Linked DNA regions of Xenopus tropicalis: region 2 is linked to region 1. Evidence: chromatin contacts called from public Hi-C data. All regions are on one chromosome and are shown on one strand. The core of a region is the stretch at or near the end of the contact, and the rest is flanking DNA. Distances in the headings are between cores, read along the strand shown. Region 1 holds the start of coq8b (atypical kinase COQ8B, mitochondrial). Region 2 holds the start of rab4b (RAB4B member RAS oncogene family).

Region 1 (7,603 bases), core at 3,614-6,113:
CAACCAAATCAGAAACCTAATGTTCATATTCAAATTAGAGAGTACAGTGTTTCCCAGTAACATTAATGGGCTGGTAAGAATACAATATTATTTTTCCACGATTCAAGAAAAACATTTTAAAAAAATGTGCAATCCTGGTTGAACTGAACATTCAGATTAGATTTGGCCTGCAAAAAGTGCTAAAATTTGCAAGAGTTGCTGAGTGAGATCTTGAGGATTTAGGGCTCTGGCACACGAGGAGATTAGTCGCCCGCGACAAAACTCCCTGTTCGCGGGTGACTAATCTCCCAAAAATGCCATCCCACCGGCGAAAATGTAAATCGCCGGTGGGATGGCATACGCGGCGGCGCGATTTCCCTGAAATCGCGGAAGTTGCCTCGAGAGGAAGAGATTTCGGGGAGATTAGTCCAGGGTGACTAATCTCCCCGTGTGCCAGAGCCCTTAAGTGTCTATACAATGGCTGATAATAGTTGCCGACACACAGGTGTTAGAAGCTTATCAGGCTGTGTATGGGGCCCTCAGACAGGTCTACCCAATTGTTAATTGCGCAGGTTTAAAATATCCTGTTGGGAAGGTGTATTCTGGAAACTGCATTTCTCATGTGAAAATATGTATACACAAATAGTTTTTGTGCATTTTTTTTCTTTTTAAGGTGAAGGAATGACATGCTTGGGAAAGCAAACAAGAATGTTTAATTTAATTTTTATTTTATTATTTCCTGTTCAAATAATGCATCCAAATTTACGAAGCACTTTGCAAAGATTATACATTATAAACTGCCCCAGTGAAGCTTACAATCTAAGGCCCTATCACATTCACACACAACAATTTTATTAGGAGCCAATAAACCTGCCTGTAAGTTTTTGGAGTGCTGTAGGAATACCTTGCAGACCAGGGGCATTTCTGGCCCCTGAGCACCTGAGGCAGCTCCTCCGAGGCACCTTGTGAAAACAATGTGAATGACCAAAGGCGCTGAAAAAATATAGGAGAGAGAGAAATTCATGTTTATGTTGTATTTTAATAAACTGCTTTGGAATTTAAGGCATTTAAACAAAAGCATTTATGAAATAGAAAGCACAGAATAGTTCCACAATGTATAAAGACATTGATACTTTTTCAGACAGTATGGAGACACCTTGTGGACTGTTAAGATATAATTGTACAGAAATTTCCTGACTGGATGGAAACAAAAGGACGCTTTGTTCACCTAATGAAAGAGGGTATTTGTATACAATTATGTGATTTTGTTATCTTTCAGAAGCTAGAGATTGAAAATGATTGATACAATAAATCTTTAAAACATTTTTACTTTACTAGGAAGTGTACTAGGTATGCAAATTTACCAAAAGGTGAAATAAAAAGGCCAGAGTGATTTTATACATAGGTATGGCAAACTTACTTACATGTTTAAGCCAGGGGCATTTTTGGCATCCATGACGCCTTTTGGCTGACCTGATGCCAACTCCCCTTACCCACTCAGCTTACCTTTTCTGTGGTATGGGATAAGAAGGGGCAGTGTCACTACTGCATTAAGTGCAATAGCATTTTGCTGCACACTGAAGAAAAATCTTCAGCTTGCTTCATGGCAAGAGCACCAGTGCTTTAATACCTCTTGCAGATAGTCAGGCTAGGAATTCTCTGGTTCCCCTATTAGGCATGTTTAATCAAGAGCCAAACTGATTGCATTAGTTACACACTATAGGGGCTCTGAGCCCTGCCTGATACGGAGTGCTTAAACAGCAACCAAACTATAGGTCCGTGGTAAAACTACCAGGGATGCAGGGGGCGCAATCGCACCTGGGGCCCACCTCATGCTCGCGATGATTCAAATCCAGCACGAAAGCTGCATGGGGGGGGGTCCAGCTGTGCCGCCTGCATCCAGGGTCCATAAGCATTAGTTCCATTACGTTATTGCTACAGGCATTTATTACACCCCTCAGTAATTCTGGGCCTTTACAGTATTACTCAGATGTAGCAGACTTATGAATGGAGTCCTATTTGTTTTCATGACTCTAGAGCTGGGCAAGAGTGGGTTACTATCCATTATTTATAGCACCAACACATTCTGCAGTTCTTTACTGAGATTATATTTCTTGTACATTAGTTCCTGTCAAGTGGGGTTTAGAATTTAAGGTGCCTATCACATTCACCATAGCCAGTTTTATCAGTGACCAATTAACTTTCCTGTACACATCTGGAGTATGGGAGGAAACCCACAAAGTCAATGGGACAGTGCCCTGGCTGGAATCAGTCCTAGGTCCTCAGCTGCAAGGCAGCAGTGCTAACCACTGTGCCACCATGCTGTCCCAATAGCTTGTTTCATTCAGACCAAATGAAACAGTATATTTTATTAATCAATGCTTTGGCTGTGAGGTTTGGCTATGTTCTTGCTGAGAGCCTGATCTGTATTTGGTTTCCAGTAGGGTGATTCACATGTTGCAAGGATAAAGGTAGAGATAATACAGCCTCCTGCAGTCCTGTGCATAGTATGCTATCTATATTTTTATTTTACTTATTAACTGGCATTTTGCTAAAATATTTATTCTGTTATTTTTGCTGTGGGGAGTATCTATTTGCTTGAGAAGGCAGAGCCATATTGTGGTGATATGTGCTGCTTGACCTAAGAAACCATGATTTCATTCATGTTATGCTGGCAATACATGGGTAGATTTATTCCAGTAGTTCGTTTCTGCTTTGGAAATAGTAGCTGACATGGGGCAGTGGAGGGAAAAGGTGCAATTCAGTGTCCTTTAAAGGAAAACTAAACCACCAGAAGGAATACTTAACTAACAGATAGTTTATATTATGTTAAGCAACCTATTAAGGAATCTCGCCAAACTGGAAAATACATATCAGAAAATAGTGCCCTTTTATATCCTTTCCCTTGATCCACCATTTAGTGATGGGCTGTGTGCTCCCTCAGAGATCACATGAACAGAAATAATGCAGCTCTAACTGTAACAGGAAGTAGTGTGGGAGCAGAATGCAGAACTCTGCCCATTCATTGGCTGATATGACCTAGCATGTATGTGTACCTTGGCTTGTTTGTGTGCACTGTGAATCCTATGATCCCAGCAGGCGGCCCTTAATTCTTAAAATGGCAATTTTCTATTTAGGTTTACCCAATGGTTCATACTACTAAAAAAGTCTGTTTATGTAAACAGTTTATTTAGATGAAGCAGGGTTGTACAATGCAATTATATTATATAGACCTACATTGATTGGGGGGTATAGTTTTCCTTTAATCACTGCTCTATCCAAAGAGAGTAGCAGGTTTTGCCAATCACATTGGCTACATGTCATGATATGCTGGGGTCACTACATCAGGTATTGCTGTAGCCACTGATATTAAATGTTGGGATCCCTGTATCTTATAATGCTTGGGCCAAATTGTGTCCTAAAATGTTAAATTCACTGTCATGAAATGCTTGGGGTATTGTGTAATTTATTACTCGAGTCATACTGAACTAAAAAGTATAAGCGCGTATACTGCCCATTAAAGCATGTATTATAACAGCCGGATGACGGGCAAGACTTTATTTCCTGGCATGGCACAGTCCTTCCACCCACCTGTATGGCTCACACTGCCTCCCCATGCAGCACTGTGAAGATTACAATGTTCTCCCATCCGTGTGGATTAGACTGCTTTACAAATAAAACCAAAGTCCGATGAGCCTCTGGCACTTTCCAGAAACCCTAACTCAGTGCTGTCCAACTTCTGCGGTGGCGAGGGCCGGAATTTCTCTAGCATACATGGTGGAGGGCCGCTAATGGAAGCCAGTTTTGACCACTCCCTTTTTTGAAACCACACCCACTTCAAACCACACCTATTTTATCACAATGGTGGTAGCACAGCAAAATCCCAAATGCTTGGTCCTTACTGTGGGGATATCAACCGTCATTCATATGTGAAAAAAATATATTATGTGATATTAAGGTATACCCTTAAATCCATATGCCTCCTCCTCCCCTGTGGATAGCACAGCAACCCTCAGTACATAATTACACACCTTAGGGACCATTTAATGGCTATTTCCAACTGCTAACAAACTCCCGCAACAAACCCCTGCCAGGTTCACCTCCCACAAGCAGCATAGGGCAAGCAGAGTATGGCACACACAGACGGAACTCTGCCTGTCCTATGCTGTCTGTGTGTGCCATACTCTGCCTGTGTGTGCCATGCTGTGCCTGCCCTACCCTGCCTGTGTGTACCATACCCTCCCTGCCCTATGCTCCCTGTGTGTGCCATACACACAGGCAGCATAGTCCAGGCAGTAACTACATAGGTACCTACAGTACCTATGTCTGAGGTGTGAACGGGTGAACAATTGGGGTGATTACAGTCTGAGGTGTGAACACTGCAGGGGTGAACAATGCAGAGATTAAAAGGTGTGAACAACACAGGGGATTACATGTTTAAACAATACAGGGGGATTACAGCCTGAATCTGAGGTGAGAACCATGCAGGGGGCCAGTTAATCACAGTACTGGTACCATTTAAAGCTTACACAAAAGTAAGCCATCAAAGCAGCCAGACAGGTGGGGGGCCACACAGAGGGGGGTCGCGGGCCGCCAGTTGGACAGAATGCCCTAACTGATCCTTTATTCCCCAAGAACAATTCCCCCATAACCCTTCATAGCCCTCACCAATCTATTATCAGCTACAGCGCACATGACCTCTTGCAAACCCTTCTTTGTTTAATGTCTAATCTCTGACTTTTTGACCAAGCGCCTTTAAAAAATCCTCTCTCCCTTCTCTGGTTCCGTGTCAGAAGCAGCAGCTTCCTCGTGTTATTAGAGAGACAGGTCTTCGCCAAGCAGACGTGCTAGATACTTCCTGGTATTACATCATGTCGCCCCGCCCTCATTTTAGTCACATGGCTTGTGACATCGTGACCTCTACCAAGGCAGTCTATTCGATCAGATCCCAAAGCAGAGTCGTTGTATTGAGCAGCACGGGAGTAAAGGAAGGTGAGAGAAGGAAATAGCAAAGCCGGTTATACAATGAGCTCCACTTGGCAGTAGCATACAGCTATATGTGCCGTATGTTTAACGTTCTGGTTTTGCAGCTTCCAATTGATGCGGGAAGTACATTAATATAGTGTGACTAAGGAAATGTACAGTTATAACATGGTATATGGCTCACAGTGTGTGAGTGATTAAGGTATAGGAAGAGTGAGAAGAATAGTGTGTTTCTTAATTCCAAAGTGTTGTAAGAGTGCAGAGGGGGTGTTGTACTTTATACAGCAATTACACGAAAGAATGAATCGCACCACCACTTCTGATTAACAGGTCAATAGTCAACTAAGTTGAGGAGATTGGTGCTTTAAAATGTACATCATTCTGTGAATTCTCAACATGTATATTAAATACTCCTGAAATATAATAACTGGATATCAGGCCCAGACTGAAATTCAAAGTAGGCCCTGGCACTTCATGTACACAAAGGCCCAATCAGCCCCCCACCAGCCCACTAAATAGTGACTGTCTATGGCATCTTACAGCAGCCCCTCTGGCTGCCAGAACCCACAGATTGCCAGTCTGGGCCTGCTGGATATACTCTGCATGCAGAAAGAGAGACCGTACTATCTGCAGCAATACGTTATGAAAAATATCCTTTCTGCACACTTAAAACTGGTATGAAAATATGTTCTTTCTGTGTGCATAGAGAGGTTAGTGGTTCAGAATATGCACTAAACTATGTCTTTTTACACAAAATTCTTTGTTAAAATTCTCTGGTGCACTGGGCTCAAAATTGTGTTCTTGTATGCAAGCACATTAGAATAAGAATTATATGGAAATGCCAGGGTGGCACCTGCCCCATGTTAAAGTTGAGCTGCTGCTAGATGTGATACACAGCCCTATTTTGCTCACAGAGAGAAAAAGTAAGAGCATTTGGTTGTAGCCTGTGTGAATGTTCATGTAATACAGCAAGGTATAGTGAAATCAAAATCAGTCAAGTATGGACCAGGATCCTTTTGCTGCCAAGCAAGGTGTATAATTCCAAACCTAATAGTTAGTGTTTTGCAGCATTGATTCTTTTTCTCTGATATGTACTATTTTAAATTTGGTTTGGCTTTTGAACTTAATTTTAATTGCCATTACATGAATTAATACTCTTTGCCCTATAGTAACAGCATATATGCCATTAACTAAAGTTGTATGAGTTTGTACGAAGTCTATTAACCCTAGGCAAATAGCATTTACTGTTCATCGTTATAAAATTACAGCTTTGCAAATTTTGTAGTGCCAAGGATTCTAAACACACCTTATCCAAAGCAGGAAGTATATACATTCCTTAAAAGGAATGAAACACTTTTTTTTTTTTTATAGCAAAATCCTTCTATATTTAGAGGGGTAAAATGCACTGGCACATTCTTGTTTTTCATACAATATGTCCCCTTTAATGTAGAATGTTCCCAGAGTTAATTGTTCCAGGGCTGTGGAGTCAGAGTCGAGGAGTCAGAGGCAATTTTGGGTACCTGGAGTCGGCAAAAAATGAACCGACTCCGACTCCTACTAAATTTAAATGGGAATAAAAAAAAAAAATAAAGCAAGTTTGAATGTCCCAATTCACAAGCAGTCATAATTAATTACTTCTCTGCTATAAGAATAAAGCCCAATGCACACAGTGCATAAACGAACACGTTAAGTGACCATGAAGCATGCTTTTCATTGACTGTATGAATGTATAAAATACATTAGCATATTAAAAACAGAGGAGTCGGAGTCGTGGAGTCAGAAGTATCAGAAACTGAGGAGTCGGAGAATTTATCTACCGACTCCACAGCCCTGAATTGTTCATGTACATGGATCTGAACAGTACAGAGTGTAGTGAAAGGGGTGGTTCACTTTAACATGAACTTTTAGTATATAATACAATGTCCTATTCCTAGCAACTTTGCTATTGGTCTTCATTATTTTTTATAGTTTTCAAATGATTTGCCTTCTACATCTTTCAGGCTTTCAGGTATGGGTCACTGACCCCAACAGTCAAAAATGATTGTTCTGTGAGCTCACAATTTTATTATTGTTACTTTTTATTACTTATATTTCTGTTCAGCCCCTCTCCTATTCATGATCCAATCGCTCATATAAACCGCGGCCTGGTTACTAAGGTAAACAAGACCCTAGCAACCAGATAGCTGCTGAAACTCTGGAAACCTGCTGAACAAAAAGCTAAATAACTGAAAAACCACAAAAAACCCCATAAAATTAAAACCCATTGCAAACTGTCTCAGAATATTGATGTCTACATTATACTAAAAGTTAATTTAAAAGTGAATAACTCCTTTAATCTGTAGTACACACACTGTCTGTTAGGCCAATGGCACTCAGGCATTGACCAGTGCTACCCTCAATTAAAAACAGCAGCAGTCCAAACATTTCTATTGGCCTGTCACCGCTTGCAGATATAAGCAGAAAAGTGTCTGACACACACACAGAGCAGTTACCGTCAGACCCCTGCAGAAATGCTGTCACTGCTTCATGCGCAACATTAAAGGGATTTTTCACCCCTTAGTTAACTTTTAGTACGTTATAGTTATCAATTGGCCTTCATTATTTATTTGTTATAGTTTTTGAATTATTTGCCTTCTTCTTA
Region 2 (7,603 bases), core at 1,354-3,853, 180 kb before region 1:
AGCCCTAAGGGCAATGGCACAGTCATCGCAAAACATTAGGATCGGTGTAAGCAAAACATAATACACACAGATATCCAGCTTAATTGAAGGAAATGCAAAAGGAGGCAATTTCCCACCATTAAGCTAATATATTTTAATATATTTTACTTGCCGCGAACTTAATGTTATGCAATGCCAACGTATTTTTGGAGATTTATCGGCTGTGGTAGCGCAGATTTACCACAACCAATCTTACCATGTGCCATTGCCCTAAGTGCTATGGTACATGTGGAGATTAGTCGCCCATGGCAAATCTGCTCTAATGCATGCAGATCGATTCGAGAGCTTATCGGCCCATGTAGGGGCACAAACGATAGGCTTGCCCGACCGACATCTGGCCTGAAATAGGGCAGATATCGATCGAGCAGGTTATAAAATTTAGTCGGATCGTGGACCAATGCGGTCCCCTAACCAACTGCGCCTATTACCGGTGTTCTAATTCGATTGTTTGGCCCCAGGGCCAATGACTGAATTAGCCTAAATTCACCCGATATCGCCCCCCCATAGGTGGGGATATCGGGAGAAGATCCGCTCACTTGGCAACCTTGCCAGGCGGGCGGATCTTAACGTGTATGACCACCTTAAAAGCTTTTCCATCAGCAATAATGTAAATTGCTTGTGTGAACAAATATGTGTTGCTTCGTTTTCCTAAGTTACCCAAAGTTTCCAACGAGGCAACATTTATATTTTTCTATCTGCAATTTAAATCATTGCCAGATGGAAAGCATTTTTAGAAGTTCAGTCAGCCACCGCAGATCCAATTTATTGTTGCCAACTAATCTCCATGTTTGCCATCACCCTAAGGAGCAGTACAACCCATTTTCAACAGGAGTTCAACAAATTGGGCTTATCAACAAGCATAATGAACTTCTGCTTATCTGTGCACTGGTAATCTAATTATCTACCTCTCAAAGGCCAGACATAAAGTAGCTTCAGTTTCCCAGTATGTGCTGTCCAGTTCAAGAAATAATTATAGATATTTTTTAAGATTAAAACTATAGGCTCTCTCAGGGAACAATACCAAAGGCACCACTGTTAATTAATCAGCTTTCAACCAGCAATGTACTCAGAACCAGGGCTGGAACTAGGGGTAGGCAGAAGAGGCAGCTGCCTAGGGCGCAACGATTGGGGGGCGCCAGGCAGGAGCCCCTCCTGCCTACCCCTAGACTACAATCAGTTGTGCGTCGCGTAGCGATGCATCGCGCATCACCGCCCCGCCCCCCCCCCTCGAACTGCGCATGCACATCAAACAACAGAGGGGGGGATGGAGTTCGTGGTGCAGGGGCGAGGTGGCCGACCGGGTTGCCTAGGGCGCCCGGTCGGCTCGGCCCGCCCCTGCTCAGAACTACCCAGGCGAGTCATTATATTAGCATTTATATATTAGATTCATATATTAGATTTCCTTTCTAGTAGACATTGCTTTTCTAAGTGGGTATGGCTAAAATTGGTGACCCACTAGCAAAACGACCATCATGCTCTAGCAATCCCACTATGGAATGGCCAGTCATTCTCTGCTACTCTCTCACAAAAGCGGCTAGCCCCTAGCTGGTCACCATAAATCCTCTCTCTTTACATGCAGGATTTGTGCCGAAGTTGGTTATTTTGTTAGATTTTGCCTCCCTAAAAGAAATACTGAATCTGTCAATCAAAATCTGACTCCTGCTTGAAGAGAGGAAGATAGTGAGAGGGGGATAGTGAGGAGTAACTTGGTTATTTTAGAAACATTACAACTTTTTATTTGATTATATTTAGAAAGTTTCTTATTTCAGTATGATAAAGCTTATTATTATTTTTTTGACAGTTCTCCTTTAAAGGGGAAGTTCAACTCTAATGAACATTGCTTATATTATAGAGTAACCTATTCTTAGCAACTTTTCAATTGGCTTTCATTTTTTTTCTGAAGAACAATTGCAAATTATCTCAGCATTCCACTCCCTATATCTTGCTAAAAGTTAATTCAAAAGTGAACCACCCCTTTAACTTAACCAACCTGAAGGCAGCAAGCCAGCTAACCAGTATGGTATACCTGATCAGTCTCTACTGCGTTTCTGGCAGCGTTGGTTAAAGCACTGGTTAATAATTACCTTCCTGCACTAGAGGCTGATCATGCACAGCTCAGCAATGTGCACACACACCGTGCCAAGCCCTGCCCTAGCGCAGCTATGTATCCTACCACCATTGTTAGCAAACTATGCTCTGTCACACAGCCCCTCCGCCCACATATCCGCATTGATGCTAGGGGCTGCTTTACAAGGGGTAGGGTCCTGCATCAGTGTCGCTTTAACAGACCGTCCCGCCGATAACTAGTAGACATCCTTTTCACGTCATTTCTTCTTTAAGCACCAGTCATTCGTACCTTCACAACAGACAGGCACTGCTACAGACATATAGATCTCCATTGCAACACGCACAGCCCCTAAAGCAAACAGTCTCATTCTTACAGACTCCGCTAACACCTGTCAGGTTCCGTGGGACTGTATCCCGGGATAAGCGCAGGTCCCTAGCATTATACAGACAGACGCAACGCCTTACCGTATGTCTCAGACATGTTTCTCTTTTAGGCCCCTCTCCTCCTCCACCGGCCCCAGGGCCCGGCCTCACTGCTTCTTCTCCTTCCTCAAACAACCCTCGGAAACCGAAATATGGCCGCCACAGCTTCACAGCCCGTCTGCCCACACTTTGCGTGCTGATGTAATGGACGTAAAGTCTCAAAACCTGAATCAGCCCGCAACACATAGCTTGCTGCGTAACGATATCACACGCCCACTCCACAATAAAAAGGATTGGAAAACTAGCGAGCTGCGTTCAGAGGTGTGGTTTTATTTTGTGGAACAGGTTTTTATTCCCTTAAACGTCTTATGGTTTCGTTATAACCGTCGGCATTAAAGTGTAATTTACCCATTGCGATTAGAGTCAGGGCCACAATAAGTCATAAATAGTCCTACAATAGCCCCTGTTGTAGACCCACTGCTTATCTGGGTCACTTGTGAAAGGAGGTCCAAGACCAGCCAGAAACTGAAGCAGAAAACTATGTATGGTACATCATTTTTAACTTAACCTTTAAGTTAACTTTTTATATGATATAGAATGGCTAATTCGAAGCAACTTTTCAACTGGTTTTCATTAATTATTTTTTATCGTTTTTTAACTAATTTTCTTCTAAATCTTTGCAGCTTTAAAATGGGGGTCACTGAACCCAGCAGTGAAAAGACTATTGCTCTGTGAGGCTACAGTTTTATTATTATTGTTACTTTTTATAACTTATTTTTCCATTTAGTTCCCCTCCTTTTCATACATCAGTCTCTCATTCAAACCACTCCCTGGTTGCTAAGGTAATGTGGACCCAAACTAGAGAGCCGCTGAACAAAAAGTGAAATAACTGTAAATTGTCTCAGAATATGAATAAAATTCCCAAAGTCACTATCATAAATTCTTTATTATTCCATGAGCAGCAACTATAACCAGGGAATGCAAGGTAAATTTCTTTTTATTTTGTATTTCTAATAATTTTGCTCTAAACCAGCGGACAGATTTGAAACCAAAGTTTGTTACATAATTAATTGTTTTTTTGTTTTAAATGAAGCTCATTTCATTATAAAATGTTAAATTATTATATTAATGGCACCACTAGGGGGCAGGCAAGGATAACAGAAAATTGAGCAAAATCCTGACAAATGTAGCATTCAAAAATCTTGCTTTAAAGGACAAGGAAAGTCAAAATCTATTAAGCACACTATTAAATAGTACTACTATTGCTGTGTAAAAACGCTATATTCCTGGCTTGCCTAATTAAAGATTTACAGAGATACACATACTACAAACTACATACTTGTTTCAGTGAACGGCGCCGCCATCTTAAACAAGGGATGCCCATTCCCTCTCCCTCACCATCTCTACTGCGCATGCGTCCCCCCTGCTGCCTGCCGGCTCACAAACTCGCCACACCGATCCCCCCCCCCCCGCGCGCGCTCCGATCACCGCTCTGATGCTGACAGACACACTCAGTCAGCATGGCACAGAATATAATAAATGTAATAAGCCAGTCCAGCCATCTCCCCGCCACCCCGCTCCGATGCAGACTGACACACTCACAGAATGTAATAAGCCAGTCCAGCCATACCCCCCCCCCCCCCCACCCACTCTGATCGCTGCTCCGATGCTGCCTGACACACTCAGACAGTGTGGCTCCGATCGCCGCTCCAATGCTGACTGACACACTCAGACAGTATCCCCCAACCTTTTTTACCCCTGAGCAACATTCAGATGTAAAAAGAGTTGGGGAGCAACACAGGCATGAAAAAGGTACCTGGAGGTGCCATATAAGGGCTATGATTGGCCATTTGGTAGCCCCTATGTGGACTGGTAGCCTATAGAAGGCTCTGTTTGGCTTTACACTGGGTTTTATGCAACCAAAACTTGCCTCCAAGCCAGAAATTCAAAAATAAGCACCTGGGAGCAACATCCAAGGGGGTGGGGAGCAACATGTTGCTCATGAGCTACTGGTTGGGGATCACTGGCCTAAGGCATTGGTTTAAGATTTCATGGTAAGACCTTATTCCATGACTTGCACTGCTAATACATAGGGGCCCATTTACTAACCATCAATTTTTTTTTCTCGAGTCGCAAGGATAAAACTCTGTGATTCTTTTCAAGATTTACTTTGCATCTAACAGCTAAAAATCCCAATCTGACAATTTACCTGGTTAAACTTGCCAAGTTCATGTAGAAGTCAATGGCAGATGTCCCTTCCCTTTCCTTGATGATGCTTCTTTTGTTACAAAACTTTAGAGTTTTCAGATTTTTGATGCTGGTTTTCGTGCCATTACTTGAAAAAGTTTCGCAGCGACAAAGTCAAGTTTTTTCTCGCATGGACTTTACCTATTGGATTTTTTTAACCCTTTCCCTGCCAACAGCGTACGGCGTACGTTGTTGCAGGGAAAGAGCTTATCTGCCAACAACGTGCGCCGTACGTTGTTTGGCAGATAAGCATTCTCTCTGCAGAAGCGGCATGTGCCGCTTCGGCAGAGAGCTTCTAAGCATGACAGCCCCCTGGGCAACGAGCCAGGGGGGCTGTCAGGCCGGCCCTGCAACGCGATCGTCGCAGGGCCCCCCCCCCAAGCAGCAGACGCATCGCGTCTGCTGCTCTTACCTGCCGGCTCCCTTCTGCTTCCTGCTTCCTCTCACGCCCACGCGTGTTCACGCGAGATGGAGGACAGGACTGCAGCACCAGGACCAGGCAAGCTTCAGGACAGGTAAGGGTGATTTTTCTTTGCATTTATACACATTTATACACACTTACATACATTTACACACACATACAGCACACAATTTTGCATTTATTTTTTTTTTTTGTTTTTTTTTTGTTTTGCACACATATACACCTATATAGACTTTTATACACCTATACACACTAATATACACACTTACACACTGTCACACAACTTTTACACATGTACACACATGTATACACAAATATTTTTTATTTATTTATTTATTTATTTTTTTAAATTTTTACCACTTTGTTTTTAGTTTCTTTTTCTTAAAAACTGTTTATTATGACAGCGTGACTATTGGATCAGATATTCTGACCACTAATTACACTGTTGTGTGACTTATTTTGTTGTTTCACTAATTTACACAATTTTTGTGGTTTTATTGCATTTTTATCCCTGTATTAGTATTCCTGATCTGTTTTTAGCGTAGCTTTGCCAGGTGTAACTTTGGTGTAGAAAAATAACTTTACCTATTTTGAATTCCTCAGAATGTGTACTTTCCAAAAATATATGGTTTCCTGGGGGTCTCTGTATAGTTTGGGGGTTTTACGACACATAATGCGTTGACAGGGGGCTCTGTATGAAAAAGCTGAGTTGGCAGGCGAGAAATGCATGTGCGCTATTTTCATTTTGGGGTCAGTGAATACCACAGACTTTGGTATATCTATGCATATTGGGCATCAAACTGTTCAGTAGACCATAGGTGTTCCTATTTGGGGTGACTTGCCTTTGTACGCAAGAAATTGTGTGAGATAAATGCGGCAAATTGCAACATTTTTAGGCGATTTTCTGAAATGTCATAAAAACCAATAACTGTAGGAAAGCTTTGCAGATTGGTACTTTGGTGTAGAAAGGACTCTTTACCCTTGTTGGATATATCAGAATGTGTACTTTCCAAAACTATATGGTTTCCTGGGGGTCTCTGTATAGTTTGGGGGTGTTACAGCAGATAATATGCTGAGAGGGGGCTCTGTGTGCAAAAGCTGAGTTGGCAGGCAAGAAATCCATATGCGCTATTTTCATTTTGGGGTCAGTACACACCACAGACTTTGGTATATCTATGCATATTGGGCATCAAACTGTTCAGTAGACCTCTGGTGTTCCTATTGGGGGTGATTTGCCATTGTACTCAAGATATTGTGTGAGATAAATGTGGCAAACTGCAAAATTTTTAGGCGATTTTCTGAAATATCATAAAAACCACTAACTTTAGAAAAGCTTTGTGGCTTGGTACTTTGGTGTAGAAAGGACTCTTTACCCATGTTGGATTTGTCAGAATGTGTAATTTCCAAAAATATATGGTTTTCTGGGTTTTTCTGTATAGTTTGGGGGTGTTACTGCACATAATACACTGACAGGGGGCTCTGTGTGCAAAAGCTGGGTTGGCAGGCGAGAAATCCATATACGCTATTTTCATTTTTGGGTCAGTACATACCACAGACTTTGGTATATCTATGCATATTGGGCATCAAACTGTTCAGTAGACCTCTGGTGTTCCTATTGGGGGTGATTTGCCATTGTACGCAAGATATTGTGTGAGATAAATGCGGCAAACTGCAACATTTTTAGGCGATTTTCTGAAATATCACAAAAATCAGCAAACTTAGGAAACCTTTGCGGCTTGGTACTTTGGAGTAGAAAGACATGGATACCCATTATAGATTCGAGGGAATGTGTACTTTACAAAAATATATGGCTTTCTGGGGTGAGTGTACTTTTTTGTAGCATTATCCCACATAAAGGATGTAAATGTGTTGATTTTCTGAAATGACGAATCATATGGGGGTATGTTCCCATTGGAAACTGGGCATCAAACTGTTCAGTGGACCACTGGCATTCAAAATCAGGGAGTTTTATCTTGGTACCTAATGCTATGTGGGAGATAAGATGCTGCAAAGTGGAAGCTTTGAGCGGATTTTTGGAAATGTCATCAAAATTGCTAACTTTAGAAATGCTTTGCGGCTTGGTATTTTGGTGTAGAAAGACATGGGTACCCATTTTAGATTCGGGGGAATGTGCACTTTCCAAAAATATATGGCTTTCTGGGGTGAGCGTACTTTTTTGTAGCATTATCCCACATAAAGGATGTAAATGTGTTGATTTTACAGGAGCAGAAATGATAGATCATTATGGGGTATGTTCACATTGGGGCCCCTACATGCCACATACTTAGGTAAACCTATACATATTGGGCATCAAACTGTTCAGTGGACCCCTGGAGTTCAAATTTAGGGTGTTTTATCTTGGTACCTAATGCTATGTGGGAGATAAGGTGCTAGAAACTGGAAGCT

What was found. Hi-C and Micro-C count contacts between places; a contact is called where the count stands out from the background.
Region 2: a contact with region 1 is called in a Hi-C map of gastrula embryo, with 2.4 times the contacts expected there. The contact joins the promoter of rab4b here to the promoter of coq8b in region 1. A contact is called at or near these places in 2 of 5 Hi-C or Micro-C datasets (gastrula embryo and neurula embryo).

What each region holds. Positions count from the first base shown.
Region 1 is chr8:78,419,926-78,427,528 of UCB_Xtro_10.0, reverse strand. It overlaps coq8b (atypical kinase COQ8B, mitochondrial), which reads left to right and starts at 4,863. Exons shown (of 15, transcript XM_002938817.5): 1 at 4,863-4,971.
Region 2 is chr8:78,600,353-78,607,955 of UCB_Xtro_10.0, reverse strand. It overlaps rab4b (RAB4B member RAS oncogene family), which reads right to left and starts at 2,603. Exons shown (of 8, transcript NM_001016987.2): 1 at 2,572-2,603. The coding sequence starts at 2,587.